Regions from separate parts of the Mus musculus genome. Here all the other regions are linked to region 4. Evidence: chromatin contacts called from public HiChIP or PLAC-seq and promoter capture Hi-C data. All regions are on one chromosome and are shown on one strand. Each heading gives the region's core, a stretch centred on a gene start, on an enhancer-like site or on the middle of the called end of the contact. The rest is flanking DNA. Distances are from core to core; before and after follow the strand shown. Region 1 holds the start of Large2 (LARGE xylosyl- and glucuronyltransferase 2). Region 2 holds the start of Ptpmt1 (protein tyrosine phosphatase, mitochondrial 1). Region 3 holds the start of Mapk8ip1 (mitogen-activated protein kinase 8 interacting protein 1). Region 4 holds the start of Ambra1 (autophagy/beclin 1 regulator 1). Region 5 holds the start of Acp2 (acid phosphatase 2, lysosomal).

Evidence for each region. Promoter capture Hi-C pulls out the DNA fragments that hold promoters and counts their contacts. HiChIP or PLAC-seq counts read pairs in DNA pulled down with a chosen protein or histone mark.
Region 1: a contact with region 4 is called in a promoter capture Hi-C map of pre-B cells, with 5 times the contacts expected there. The contact joins the promoter of Large2 here to the promoter of Ambra1 in region 4. A contact is called at or near these places in 14 of 39 promoter capture datasets (the 3T3-L1 cell line, 3T3-L1-derived adipocytes, the C10 cell line and 8 more), 3 of 484 Hi-C or Micro-C datasets (CD4 T cells, CD8 T cells and LSK cells), 7 of 115 datasets of contacts at active chromatin or transcription factors (astrocytes, craniofacial prominence, embryonic forebrain and 4 more) and 4 of 9 other capture datasets (adipose tissue, embryonic stem cells, liver and 1 more).
Region 2: a contact with region 4 is called in an H3K27ac HiChIP or PLAC-seq map of embryonic stem cells, with 4 times the contacts expected there. The contact joins the promoter of Ptpmt1 here to the promoter of Ambra1 in region 4. A contact is called at or near these places in 4 of 115 datasets of contacts at active chromatin or transcription factors (double positive thymocytes, embryonic stem cells, stem cell-derived neural progenitor cells and 1 more) and 2 of 9 other capture datasets (adipose tissue and liver).
Region 3: a promoter capture Hi-C map of liver shows a contact between it and region 4, with 4 times the contacts expected there. The contact joins the promoter of Mapk8ip1 here to the promoter of Ambra1 in region 4. A contact is called at or near these places in 6 of 39 promoter capture datasets (the 3T3-L1 cell line, embryonic stem cells, liver and 2 more), 1 of 115 datasets of contacts at active chromatin or transcription factors (microglia) and 1 of 9 other capture datasets (embryonic stem cells).
Region 5: a contact with region 4 is called in a promoter capture Hi-C map of liver. The contact joins the promoter of Acp2 here to the promoter of Ambra1 in region 4. A contact is called at or near these places in 2 of 39 promoter capture datasets (erythroid cells and liver) and 2 of 115 datasets of contacts at active chromatin or transcription factors (double positive thymocytes and embryonic stem cells).

The regions. Positions count from the first base shown.
Region 1 is chr2:92,369,699-92,372,398 of GRCm38.p6, reverse strand. It overlaps Large2 (LARGE xylosyl- and glucuronyltransferase 2), which reads left to right and starts at 1,342. Exons shown (of 15, transcript NM_172670.3): 1 at 1,342-1,418; 2 at 1,506-1,660; 3 at 1,736-1,833; 4 at 2,140-2,222; 5 at 2,416-2,539. The coding sequence starts at 1,561.
Region 2 is chr2:90,916,690-90,919,422 of GRCm38.p6, reverse strand. It overlaps Ptpmt1 (protein tyrosine phosphatase, mitochondrial 1), which reads left to right and starts at 1,373. Exons shown (of 5, transcript NM_025576.2): 1 at 1,373-1,711; 2 at 1,714-1,813; 3 at 1,914-1,994. The coding sequence starts at 1,437.
Region 3 is chr2:92,399,854-92,402,553 of GRCm38.p6, reverse strand. Mapk8ip1 (mitogen-activated protein kinase 8 interacting protein 1) reads left to right here and starts at 1,291. Exons shown (of 12, transcript NM_011162.5): 1 at 1,291-1,525. The coding sequence starts at 1,428.
Region 4 is chr2:91,728,836-91,731,571 of GRCm38.p6, reverse strand. It overlaps Ambra1 (autophagy/beclin 1 regulator 1), which reads right to left and starts at 1,434. Exons shown (of 18, transcript NM_172669.3): 1 at 1,193-1,434.
Region 5 is chr2:91,201,474-91,204,173 of GRCm38.p6, reverse strand. It overlaps Acp2 (acid phosphatase 2, lysosomal), which reads right to left and starts at 1,262. Exons shown (of 11, transcript NM_007387.2): 1 at 1,126-1,262; 2 at 478-573. The coding sequence starts at 1,239. It also overlaps a transcript of Nr1h3 not described here.

The DNA of each region.
Region 1 (2,700 bases), core at 93-2,592, 640 kb before region 4:
TGCACAGCAGGCTGAGGATGACAATGGAGCACCGGGACTCAAAGCCCTGCACACCAGGGTTTTCTCTTAATTCCTAAAAGTCCAAGAGGCGGCTTTCGGTTTCCATAGCAACCGCTAAAGACCTACAGGCTGATCCTCATCTCCCAGAGAAAGGCATTCCGATCACGGGAGCCAGCCCCAGGCTACTGTTGATGGATCTGCCTCCCTTTATACAACTGGACTTTCCCGCTAAAAGGCCCAGCTTGAGCTGCTGGTGAGGCCCTTACCTTAAAGGGCAGGTCCAAGTTCTCACCCAGTTTCCATACACACATTGAATGCCTGGAATGTGCGTGGAGGTGTGGGAGGTGGGGGCTACCTCCCAGAACAAACAGGCAACTTCAACTTCCCTTGAGGACCTGGGAAAATAAGTAAGAGATGTAGAGAAAACTACATTCCAGGAGGAAGGGCAGGGGCAGGTCTTGAGGTAGAAGACCCGCCACAGCTGGGAGCCTACAGGAGCAGTGAAAGGCTGCCTGCCTAGCAAGTAGCCAAAGGCTATAGGTAGGTTCCTTTCACTCTTCAGGGACAATCTCATCTTGTGTCCTTCGGGTGATGTGAGGATTACCTGAGTAAAGACTTGGCAAACACTTAGCTCAGGGCTTGGCATTCAGTCTGTGCTGAACCGACCGTGGCGGGTCTCCTTCACAGTCCAGAGCTCCCTGCACCCCTACAGGGCAAAAGGCGTGCCGGAGGCCCGCTGAAGGGTGGAGAGAAAAGGGAGGAAGAAATCCAGGCCTTGGAGCCCGGCACAATCACAGCTTTCTAGACAAGAGTGGGGGATGCCTGGCCCTGCCCCAGCGGCAAGGAGGCTCTTGGCCAGCAGGAGGGGAGGTGGCCTTCAAAAGGGCACAGTGCCCGCATCTTCCAGTCTGCTTCTGGGTAGGGCTAAGGGCCAGGGAGGACGCCTGCAGGCTACAGGTGGCCCCAGCAGGCCCAGCCTCCTGTCGTCGAACTGAGCAGGTGTCCCTAACCTCTGGGCCGGACATTCCTATCCCATCCCCACTACCCTCAGCTTCCTAAACTTCCGCGGTGTGTTTGCCAATTCTTTGAGAGTCATCCGTTCCTCCCCTTAGGAATGGAGTCCCAGAGCCAGGAGGGTGCAGGTAGTGGGCACAGGACCACCCTGGGTAGCCGTCCCCAAGGCCTTTAGCCCTCCCCGTGCCATGGTGCAAAACCACCCTAAAAGGGGTTGAAGGTTCCCAGACCGTGCGGTGCAGGGGCGGGGCCCTGCCGGGGGTCTCCCCGCCCCTTCCAGCTCAGCTAAGCAAAGGTGAAACCTGAGCCCAGGTTGGGGGCGGGGCTAGTTCGCGATTCTGACCGGGACCTGACTGCAGGGCGGTCGCAGGAGGAACAGGGCCTTCCCGGAGCCACTGGAGCAGGTGAGGCCAGCTGCTGCGCACAGCAGGGCGAGTAGCCGTCGGGCCCCGCGGTCCAGTGCTCATCTTGCTATGGTCCTTGGTCCGCAGGGTCGGTGATGGAGCCCGCAGCCCGGGGTCGCGCCCCGCCCTGAGTCCCACAGTCATGCTGCCCCGAGGTCGCCCCCGGGCAATGGGGGCCGCCGTGCTGCTGCTGCTGCTGTTGCTAGTGGTTGGCTTCTTCCTGTTCGGCCGGGACCCGGATTGTAAGCGCCGGAGCTGGGCAGGGGAAGAAGGGACCCTGTGTGACCGCTGCCTGCTCACGCCACGTGTCTTTTCAGATGGACTGGGCACAACTGCTACCCTCGATGAAGACCCGTACAGGAGTCGCAACCTCTCCGCCTCCAGCCCGCAGCTTCTACTGCCACCCAAGTGCGAGGTAGTTGTGCCAAGTGCTGCCATCCCCGAGGTTCCTGGCCAGTCCAACCATCTGGGCATTTGTGGGAACCACAGCACCTGACATGTAGCTACCCAGCTGGGATACCAGAGGACGCTTGCAACGCACGCCCCCCACTCCTGTTCTAATTCCTCACTTATGAAATTGAGGCGTTGCATCTAGGCACCCCTTCTCCCCATCCCCACCTCCGCTCGGATGCCAGGTGGGGCTACACTGTTCTAGACCAGGATGGCTAAGCTAGCTAGTAGAAGTTGAGGGCCGCTGCTGACCTAGGTGTCCCCTCCCCAGATGTTGCATGTGGCTATCGTGTGTGCGGGATACAACTCCAGCCGAGAGATTATTACCCTAACGAAGTCCCTGCTATTCTACAGGTACAGACAGGCCTGGATGAGGGTCAAAAACCTGCCCGTAACAAAGCCCCACTGTTCTGAGTTTCCTTTCTTATGAAGGGGGCCACCAGAACATTCCCAAGAGCTCCTTGTAGCAGACAGGGCTTCCTCCCGTGGGGAGAATCCTGTATTGTTCCCGCACAGCCATGTTAGGCTAACTTTCTCCACCCAAAAGGAAAAATCCGCTGCACCTCCACCTGATAACTGATGCCGTAGCCAGAAACATCCTGGAGACACTCTTCCGAACATGGATGGTGCCAGCGGTGGTGGTCAGCTTCTATGATGCGGAAGAACTCAAGGCAGGAAGAACTCTGCGCTCGTGCTCAGCTAGGCCCACCTTCTTCTTCCTTTCAGCAGTGGGTGGTGGGAGAGGAAAAACTCTGTCCTACTAGACCTCCTGGAGCTGAAATCTTTCATCCTTTGGGGGGGGGGGGGCGATGGCTACGTCCTGCTGTGCCAC
Region 2 (2,733 bases), core at 124-2,623, 810 kb after region 4:
CTGGTTTTTAACTCAGAGATCAACCTGCCTCTGCCTCCTGAGTGCTGGGATTAAGGGGTGTGTCACCATGATGGCAGACTCAATTCTTACTATACTTTCCAATCCCCACACTGAAAATGGCATGTCTGCTTCACTTATCGATTTAAAGTAAATGGGCTATTTTTCCTTACCTTTTTTTTTTTTTAAGATTTATTTATTTTATGTATGTGAGTACACTGTAGCTGTCAGACACACTAGAAGAGGGCATCAGATCCCATTACAGATGGATGTGAGCTACCATGTGGTTGTTAGGAATTGAACTCAGGACCTATGGAAGAACAGTTGGTGCTCTTACCCTCTGAGCCATCTCTCCAGCTCTACACGTTCCATTTTAAATTTAATACTTGTTAATTCTTTGAGGATCTCATACATGTATTAATGCACTTTGATAAAATTCATCCCCACCCTCCAAACTCCTCTCAACCTACTCTTTCCTTCTTGGGTATTATTACGAGTATTTCTTTGATAAGAATAAAATATATCTCTTTTTTAAAAGGAGGAAAAAGATGACAGACAGTGGTAGCACATGTCTTTAATCCCAGAACTCAGGAGGCAGGGACAGGTGAATCTCTGAGTTCAAGGGCTGCCTGGTCTACAAGAGAGTTCCAAGACAGCCAGGGCTACACAAAGAAACCCTATCTTGAAAAACGAACAAACAAATCACCCCAAATCAAAACCAAAAAGGAGGGGAAAAGCAGCAGATACAGGTTAAGAGTATTTTCTTGTGGCTGGAGAAATATTTAAGCAGTTAAGAGCACTGGCTACTCTTCCAGGGAACCCTGGTTTGATTTCCAGCATTCTCCAGCTTTCTCTCCGAGTCACGCTCCAGTCCCATGGGTTCCAACATCCTCTTTGGACTCCTTGGACTTTGCACCCAGGTGATGTCATACAGGCAGGCAAAGCACCCAACACACACACTTTTTTTTTTTTTTTTTTTTTTTTGAGACAGGGTTCCTTTGTGTGTCCTGGAGCTAGCTACATAGCCAGTAGAAGACATTTAGGGCTTCATAGTGTGACCTGGTTTTAAAAAAGGAGAGGGGGGGGGGCGGGGAAAGACAGAGAGACAGAGAGACAGACACAGACAGACAGACACAGGGCAGTAGACCACCACCTAGGTTCAAGTTCAGGTTCCCTGCTCCCCCAAGAGCAGCTGACAACCACCGCTTTTTTTACAGGCAGACTCGGCTTCTCCAGGGCCTTCCCTGTTTAGAGGAGCCTCTCTGCTGAGCCTCCTCCTTAGTGATGGGTGCACTCCGGGGTCACGGCCCCTCCCTAAGGTCAGGGGTTGGAGAGCCGGCCCTGCTCCTTAGGCAGGGTCACAGTTTCACCCGATCTTGCCATTCCACTCCCTCCACCCGACCCCTCGCCGCGCCTCGCGGCGCCTCTCCTTTGGAGCCATGGCTCCTGTTCCGGGATCCCTCGGGCAGGGCCGGGACTCCGGGGACTCAGCTTCGAAGAGTCGGGAGGCATCAGGTGGCCCTCAGCTCTCGTCCTCCGCGTCCTTCTCGCGGTGGCTGGTCGCGAGCCCCGGGGCCGGTGGCTGGCCGCTGCGCCTGGCGGGGTGGGGCGCCTCGCCACTGCGCCTGGCGGGGTGGGGCGGGATGGCGGCCTCCGCGTGGCTGGAGGCCGGCCTGGCCCGGGTGCTCTTCTACCCGACGCTGCTCTACACAGTGTCCGGGGGAGGGTGCGCGGCCCGGCGCACCGCGACTGGTACCACCGCATCGACCACACGGTTCTGCTGGGCGCGCTGCCGCTGAAGAACATGACGCGCCGGGTGAGAGACCGCCGGGCCGGGCCGGGCCGGGCCGGGAGCGGGCCCAGGGCCTCTGCGGGCGCCCCGCGGCCCTCGCTGAGCCTCCTCTTTGCCTCGGCAGCTGGTACTGGACGAGAACGTGCGCGGGGTGATCACTATGAACGAGGAGTACGAGACCCGATTCCTGTGCAACACCTCGAAGGTGAGGACCCGGGCCCTCTGGCCTGGCTGGCCCAGCACTCGGGCCTGGGAAAGCTGGAGAAGCTAGGGGAAGAGGAAGGACGCCGTGGGTGACCTTGTCTCCGAGACCAGTGTTGGAGACCTAGTTGCCTTCTCAAGTTCTGTGTATGTGGGTCAAGCTCAAATGGCTGCAGGTGGAAAGACGCTGAAGCTGATAAGCCAGAAAGAAGTCTTGCGAGTCTGGAGACTCAGGTGGCAGAGGCAGGATCTTTTGAGCCCAGGAGTTCAATGTGTCCTGGCCATTGTCTAAAAAGAGCGAGCTAACCCGCTGTGGGTGGCTCACTCCTGGAATTTCAGCCCCCTTAAGGCAAGAAGTTGTTCCAGGCCAGCTTGGTGTATTGTATGTAGTGAGCTCTGGGTCAGTCAGGACACAGGACAAGGAAGTCCTGCTTCAAAATGGGGACGGGGGGTACAGTTCTTCATGCACAGAATTGTACATGTATATGCTACTTTTCCTTTGTTTGTTTATTTTGAGACAGGGGTCTTAAGTCCTGATCCGATTCTCCTGCCTCCACTTTCCAAGTACTGAGATTACAGGCATGTGCTAATACACCCATTTTGTATTTGTGATTTTGGTCACTAACCTCAGTAACTAAAATTGTGACTTGTGTGTGGTGGTTTGAATATGCTTGGCTCAGGGAGTGGAGCGAGAGAACCCTGACTAATACAATGTGCCTTGCTGATTTCATTCATTTCAACAC
Region 3 (2,700 bases), core at 42-2,541, 670 kb before region 4:
AAAAACGGGGACTCGAGTCTTGGTAAACGGTGTTGTGTGAGAAAACCCAATAGAGAACCAGGAAGAAAGCACAGCTAGACCCAGAGTGGGTGCAAGGAACAGAAGCAACCACAAAGCTCTCAAGAATCCGGCCCTGGGGATGAGGAAGGTCCTAGGCCTTAGGGTAGGAGAAGCCAGTTCAGGACTGTGTGAGTGCAAAAGGGGTGCTAGATAGAAAACGCAGTGGGAAGACAGGTGCTGAGAACTGGGCACAGGAGTTCACACTAATCCCCCAGTTTAGCAGGAGACTCAAGAAGATTGTCATCAGTTCTTAGTCAGCTGAGGCTACATGGTAACTTCCAGGACAAACTGGAAATGAAAGAAAAACAAGTGATGGGGTAGTCCTGGCATACAGAGGCTTCACAGGGCTAAGAAACCAAAAGCATCACTCAGGTTATCAGGGGTGGTCAGGGCTCAAGGGGGTCTTTGCTGAAGGAGGCAGAGGCAGGAGGATCACGAGTTGGAGGCCAGCTTGGGCTACACATTTTTAGGCCGGGCATGGTGGCGCACGCCTTTAATCCCAGCACTTGGGAGGCAGAGGCAGGCGGATTTCTGAGTTCGAGGCCAGCCTGGTCTACAGAGTGAGTTCCAGGGCTATACAGAGAAACCCTGTCTCAAAAATCAAAACAAAACTAAAGGGTGGGTCTTGATAGAGGTGGCCTTCAGAGATTTCTGCGGGAGGTGATCCCAGTGCACAGGTGGGTGTTCCCAGCTCCCAGGGACAAGTATTTCTATCGTTTTTCTTCCTCCCCATGCTCATGGAGGGCTCATATTCCATTTCACACATGGGAAAGACAAGCCTTGGAACTATGAGGTCACTAATGCAATTCTCCACTGCCTGTTCACTTGTGGAACCAAGCTGTGGTCTTAGGTCACCTGGCCCCATAGCTGACTGCTCTTGGACCCCACTCCACCACCATCTCTCCTTTCTCAGCCATCTTCTGTAACCCTTTTCCTACCCCAGTTGCTGTGGAAGGCCAAAGACGGACTTGGGGAGCAGGATCTTGCCATCCGCTGATGCCCTCGATCTAGGTCCAGCTCTGAGGAGAGCAAAGCTTTGCCAGTGCTTGGAATGTCCCTGGGATGTGTAGGGAGGCCGAGGGGACCCAGGGCCACGGGATCGAAGCGTCAGCACTTCGGAGAGCGCCGGGGCGGGGCGGGGCGGGGGCGGGGCCACAAGACCCCAGCCGGCCCGGGGGCGCGCGCGGGGCGCTCTCGCGGGGGCCGCAGGCGAAGCGGCGCGCTGTCCGGAGCCGCGCCCGCCCCAGCTCAGTCCGAACCCCGCGGCGGCGGCGGCCTCCTCCACGCGCCTCCGCTGCTGCCGCCGCCGCCGCCGCCGCCGCCTCCCGCGCCGCTCTCCGCCCGGATGGCCAGGGCTGCACCCCGGAATGGCGGAGCGAGAGAGCGGCCTGGGCGGGGGCGCCGCGTCCCCACCGGCCGCTTCCCCATTCCTGGGACTGCACATCGCGTCGCCTCCCAATTTCAGGTAAGGATCGAGGCCCGGAACCTCGGGATCCTTGGAGACCCTGAGGGCGGCGTCCTTTCCCGGCCGAGCCCCCAGCCCCCACAACCTCCAGTCCAGGTTGGTGGCCACCGCGTGGCCCCCCGCAGCTCCTTCTGCCATTCCGTGTCATGGGGTGGGGTGATTGAGGTGGATCTGGGGCAGGAACCTGGGAGGTCGCCTTTCCCCTCCACCTTGGCGGGAGTGGGTCTGGGGTTTGGATGGAATTCCCGGTGCAGCAATCCGCCCAGACTTTATCCTGCCGCGTTCAAGGTATCTAACCCAAGGTGGAAGTAGGCTAAGGGGTTGGGGGCCCAGAGGCCCCAATTCAAAACCCTTGGTCCTTTAAGAAGAGTCGTGAACCCCTCTCCCAGCTAGCTTGGCCAGATGGGTCAGATTGCTAGGCGATCTTGGACAGGGTCTTCTGAATTTGGGCAGCTCCCTGGTCAGTTGTATCTCAGGACAGGTGCAGAAGGATTGGCCTCAACCAGTGAAACCCAATTTGCTTGAGGGAGGGGAATCTGCCTGTGGATATCCAGGGATACTGTTGGGGGGTCCCCACTGTGTAAAGACTCAGGACACCGAACTGAGCTCCTCTTTGACCCACCCCTCCATCTGATGTTAGACCAGGTGAATGAATTTCAGAGATGTAAGGCATGATGTGTTGAACCGGTGACTGTCCTCTCTTCACCTTTTCACACACATACACACATACACACACACACACACACACACACACACACACACACACACACACACAGAGAGAGAGAGAGAGAGAGAGAGAGAGAGTGACGAAGAAGAGAAGGGTGTCACTGCTCCAGAATGTAGAAGCTGAGACATACCTCATTGTTTCCCCATCAGGAGCAGGCGCCTTTCTCTCTCCTGGGACCCTTGCTCCAGCCAGGCCCCAGCTGGGCTCTGGCGCCAAGTTGTCATCTATTGAAGGGGTCTCTAGCTCCCAGGTCCTCAGGTGGGCAGACACACACACACACACACACACACACACACACACAGACACACACACACACACACACACACACACACACACACACACACACACACACACGATCTTAAATGGTATGATCAGGCCCTGAATCCTCCAAGGAGGCCCTAAACCCAGCTGAGAGAACCAGAAGGAGGGGGCCAGAGGATGGTTCCAA
Region 4 (2,736 bases), core at 185-2,684:
CACATGGTGGCTCACAACCACCAGTAATGAGATCTGACACCCTCTTCTGGTGTGCCTGAAGACAGCTACAGTATACTTACATATAATAAATAAATCTTTAAAAAAAAAAGAGAGAAACAGTAAAGTTCACAAATGATTCATCTTCAATTATGTTTGAATAATTTCTACACAGACTTTTGAACTCTTGAATAAAATGACTAAATCACTAACCAAATAAAAAAAAGTTTCAAAAGAGATTCCTTGGATTCCCTCCTAGAAAAGACCTCCACAAGACAAGAACCTGAATTCAAAGTCTTAACCATCTTAAGCATCTTCCATCTTGCACTAAGTACTTAACACCATAGCAGAAAGTTTCAGAACAAGCTGAAGAGTGGAATCAGTATTAATCAGAAGTAAAGTGGAAGTAAACAAATTATTTATGAGTAAACAAAACTAAACTATCCTTACTACTTTTGCTAAAACGATACAAACTTCGAAAAAGCAAACCCAGTCAAAAACATCACTTGCTCCCTTAATGTCTGAAGCCTCCAGTAACACAATATATGTTTCTAAGAAAGAAGAGTTCCAAAAAGTCAAATGAGAGACTGTTAAGTAAAAAGTGACCAGTAAAATGGGAGAATTGTGAACTGTTAAAGACAAAAAAAAAAAAAAAAAAAAAAAAAAAAGAACCTTACAGCACATTTAATGATCTGTCGAGGTCACAGGGAAAAGTCACGTCCCCTACCTCAGCCTCGGTTTCCCTACCCCAAAAGACTATAAGTGATATTTCGTTCCTAGGAGCTGGAGGGCCTAGTTTCAATAGCCTCCACCTACTCAAAAGGGCACTCCGAGGCTGAACTCAGTAGGGGTCCCCAGTGCAACTGAGCATGACATCCGGAACCGGAGTTGTAGGAAAGGAGAAAGGGAATAGGGTCTAAGAAAGCCAAGTTCCTACAATCTAGGGGTGACGACACGCGTCCAGGACCCGACATCCCCTCTCTACGGAACCCGGCCGGCAGCTTCAGCATCTCTCCCTCCTTCCGGCTTCTCGCTCAGTTCCGGGCCGCCCTCCGGCCGCGCCCCCGGGCGCAACCCCCTTCACAACGCGCACCCCGGCGGGCCGCGCGCTCGCCCACCGGCCGGCGCTAAGGTCTCCTCCTGCCTTGGGCGGAAGGATGCGGGACCGGGCCTCCCAGGCTCCTCCCGGGCCTACCTGCGAGGAGAGTGAGAGCTCGGCCCGAAAGCCAGCGAGCGCACGGAGCCACGGACGGAAGGCGGGGAGAGGCCGAAGAAAGCGAGGGGTCCGCTCGACCGACCAGCGGAAGAAAGCGGCCAGAGCCCGGGGCCTCCGGGATAACTCAGTCCAGGACCTGGCACAGCCGCCGCCGCTCCGGAGACATCAACCAAGAAGACGCCGCAAAAGATCATCGAACACACGAACGCCCAGACATCAAAGGAAGAGCGCCCCAGCAATCGTTCAAGGCACTGCAGCCGAGTGCCGAAACATTGCTCAGCTCCTGCTGCAAATCCGGCTGCCTTCCTAGGCATAAATAAACAAATCCAGATCATTAAACTATAGCGTAGAGTAGGCTGGGATTCTGCCATTTTCTGTTGGTGACAGAGTGTTAAAGTAATTTAGAGAACTAAATTTTTGAGACAGGAGCACGCTTGTAATCCCTGCTTTTTTTTTTTTTTCCTGGTACTTTTTTTTTTTATTACGTATTTTCCTCAATTACATTTCCAATGCTATCCCAAAAGTCCCCCACACCCTCCCCCCGTAGTCCCTGCATTTTAGGAAAGGAGGCATGAGGATTTGGAGTTCAAAGTCATAGTCAGTTAAGCACAAGGCCAAACTGGACTATATGAGACCTTGGTGGTTTTTTTTTTTTGTTGTTTTTTTGTTTTTTTTTTTTTTTTTTTTTTTTTTTTTGGTTGGTTGGTTGGTTTGGCTAGGTTTTGGTTTTTGTTTTGTTTTTTGAGTGTGTGGTTTTCGAGACAGGGTTTCCCAAGTGCTGGGATTAAAGGCATGCGCCACCAAAGACCTTGTTTTAAGTGAAAAAGGAATTAGCCTTTTGTGAGCACATTGATTGAAGATAAATCATAGCAGAATAAAGCTCGTCTTAATAGTTCAACGACTGCCGTACACTTAGAGACTTCTCACACTACTTGTCCCAGTTGAACAAATGACTTTACCACTTTATTCTTGGTTTCCCCTCAGAGCTGAAGAACAATCGCTATGAATGCTCCAGGTCAGCTTTAGAAGAATATCCAAGAGAAAATGGCACACCTTAATGTGGGAAGGGAAAGTTCCTGTACCTTGTTTTTAAATTTTTATTCTTTGGTTTTGTTTTGCCAGACAAGGCTTCTCTCTGTGTACCCTTGGCTGTCCTGGAACTGGTTCTGTAGACCAGGCTGACCTCCAACTCACAAAGATTTGCCTGCCTCTGCCTCCGGAGTGCTGGGATTAAAGGTGAACACCACAACCTCCCAGCCTATTCTATTCTTTCTCAAAAAAAAAACCACTTACTTCTCTTTTATTTTCTTCCAAGGATCTAAAGCCACAGTCCACAGTGTGCTTTTAGTTAGCTTCGTAGCTAGTTCACTAAATAGTTTTTAGAGACAGGATTTTGTGTGGCACACACACTGGTCTTGAACTCTGTGTATCCAAGAATGGCTTTGAAATTCTGATGTGCTTGCCTTCCTGTTCCACATTTGCAGTGTGCCTGAGGGAGTGTGAGAGACTGCAGTGGAGGCTCA
Region 5 (2,700 bases), core at 13-2,512, 530 kb after region 4:
TCACTCTCTGAGTTCAAGGCCAGCCTGGTCTACAAAGTGAGTCCAGAACAGCCAGGGCTCTGTTACACAAGGAAACCCTGTCTTAAACCTCCCCCAAATCCCCAACCCCTGGGGAAAAAAAAAAAAAAAGTCCAAAGAGAGGGGATTAGCCACAAGTCCTATGTATGGCATTTAGGCATTCTTCCCTTGGCAAGAGGTGAATTTGATTCCAGAAGTGGCCAGTTGTAATGATACTGTCCCCTGCACAGAGTTGTTAAGAAATCTGGTCATAGCCAGAGATGTAGCTCACTGTGCTTAGCATAGACAAGGTTCTGGGTTTAATTTCCAAAACCACAAAAACAAAACAACAAAATAGACATCTGGTCCATCAGAACCCATGTGGGAAGCTAGTAGTTTAAGGAGCCCCAGTTTCTGTGCTCCAGATGTGATTCATTCCGTAGCATATCCCGAGACCTTGCAGGTTGGCTTTTGACCCACCTTGGTTAGCTGACCAAATCCCTGGGGCCATTTCTCTTCCTGATAGGGGTCCTTGGGATATGTCTTCACTGGTGACCGATCTCCATGTCGATACAGCTGAGCAAAGAAAATGGTGTGTCTATAGAATCAGAAGGGTCTTCTAGTTAAGGACAGGACCCACCTCTGCACATGCCAGGAAAGGAAATTTCACTCCATCTTTCTCTACTGAGCGATGAAAAAAGACCCCAGTTCGGGCGATGCAATGTAACCTGAGATAATAGGTAAAGCCCCAAAGCACAGGTAGAAGAGTAGTGAAAGCAACGCCTTCTGGGGGAGGAAGTGGGCAATGGGACTGGGAAAACAAAGATCAAAGTCGTCTTTATGGGTGACTTTCAACCTTTTAACTAAATTCCCATCCTAGGGAAGAATATCTCCTACTCGGTCGTCCTGCCCTAAAAAAAAAAAAAAAAAAAATAGCCTAGGGCTCCAAATCAATTCTTAATCCAGCCGCACAACCCACTATGGGCCAGCGGTTTCCTAAACCGGTTCTTTCTCCTCCTTGAGAAGTGAGACCCCGGCCCCAGAACACAAGCTCTGCCCCTCCCTCTACCAGCCGGCCTTTGCCCTTTCAGCTTTGGCGAACCCGTTGGTGACTCCGTCACCCATTACCAAGGTAACAAAGCGTAGACTCCGGGCCTGTATGGGTGGCATCACCGTTAGGCACATGCCAAGAAGGAACTGGAGAAGAGCCGCCTGGCTCCAACCAGTCTGTCTGCCGGCCATCACTGTTGTAGGCTGTGTAGCAAGAGGCCGGAACGCCTTGGGCGGTACCTGCTGCAGCCGCCCGGATGCATTCGTAAGGACACTTGCCGGAAGTGCAGCCTTCGCCATCTTTCTTTGGGTTGCGGGAGACCGGGAATGAGAAAGTCTGGTGGGAGAAGGCGGAATTTGGGAGGGAATGCAAATGGAGAAGGTTTGCGATTGGCGGTGATGAACGAGGGTGGGACTGTTGCGCGACCTTCCGGGCAGAAAAGGCTTAAACACCTCGCTTTTGTAGAGGCGCTAGGTCAGGCTTACCCCTTCTTCTACAAAGCTGGTGCTTGCCCTGGTTGGGGTCTGGGCCTGGAGAGCGAGTGCCTGCTTTGAGGAATGCTTCTGAAAATGATCCCAGAGCCTCGGCTGGTGCAAAACTGGGGCAAGGTGTGGGGAAGTACAGAGCCTAACTTTCTGCTCTTGGGTGTGTAGTTTAGTGTAAGCCTTGGCTTAGACACTGTTCCGATAAGCGGGCTTGTTTGAGATGTAGGGTACTGCATGTAACCAGCCCTTTGGACTCCCTGTGTCCTTGAGGTAGATCCAGTCTAGTCTGCCATTCATGTCCTGAACAAACCTTCGTACTCCCCAGTTTTTTTCAGCTCTTTTCTTGTGCTTACCGATTTCTAAATTAAATTAGACTCAAACGTCATGTTTGAGGAGGAGTTGGATTGCATAGGATGTTCCGATTTCCCAAACCCACTACATTGAATTCTTATGGGAGGAATCTCAGAAAACTACATCAGTTTTGATGCAGGCATATAACTGGAATTGCCACAGAATCAGAGTTCCTCCAGACATTAGCCTTTAGGATTTGGAGGCAGGCAGCCAGTTGGGTGTCTGGATGTTGTGATTCCAAACCTTAGAGTGACACACAGTTGCAGATGAGATCTTGGGCCCTTGATATGCTTTAATGCAAATCTGATCAGAATTGATACTGTCCCAGGACTCCAAATAAAATTATGTACCTTACTGCCTAAACTTTACTTTCGATGTCACCTTGAGAAAGACTTGGGGAGAATAAGAAGGCTTCAAAACTAAATAGTTTTAAACTTAAAAACAAACAAATCTATGTGGTGCATGCCTTTACTTCCAGCACTTGGAGAGGGGGGTAGATGTCTGAGTTGTATGTAGGCCAGCCTGGTCTATAGAGCAAGTTCCAGGACAGCCAGCGATACATGGAGAAATACTGTCTGGAAAAAACAATGATGAAACAAAATATTTTCTATGTATGGGTGTTTTGCTTGCATGTATATCTGTGAACCATGTATATACAGTGTCCTTGGAGGCAAAAAGGCAGCATAGGATCCCCTGTAGACTTTAAGCAGCTGTGTGGGTGCTGGGAATAGAACCTGAGCCCTCCTCTGAAGGAGTTGCCAATACTTCTAGCTGCTTAGCCTGCAGCCTCAGTTCTTTTTTTTTTTTTCTTTCTTT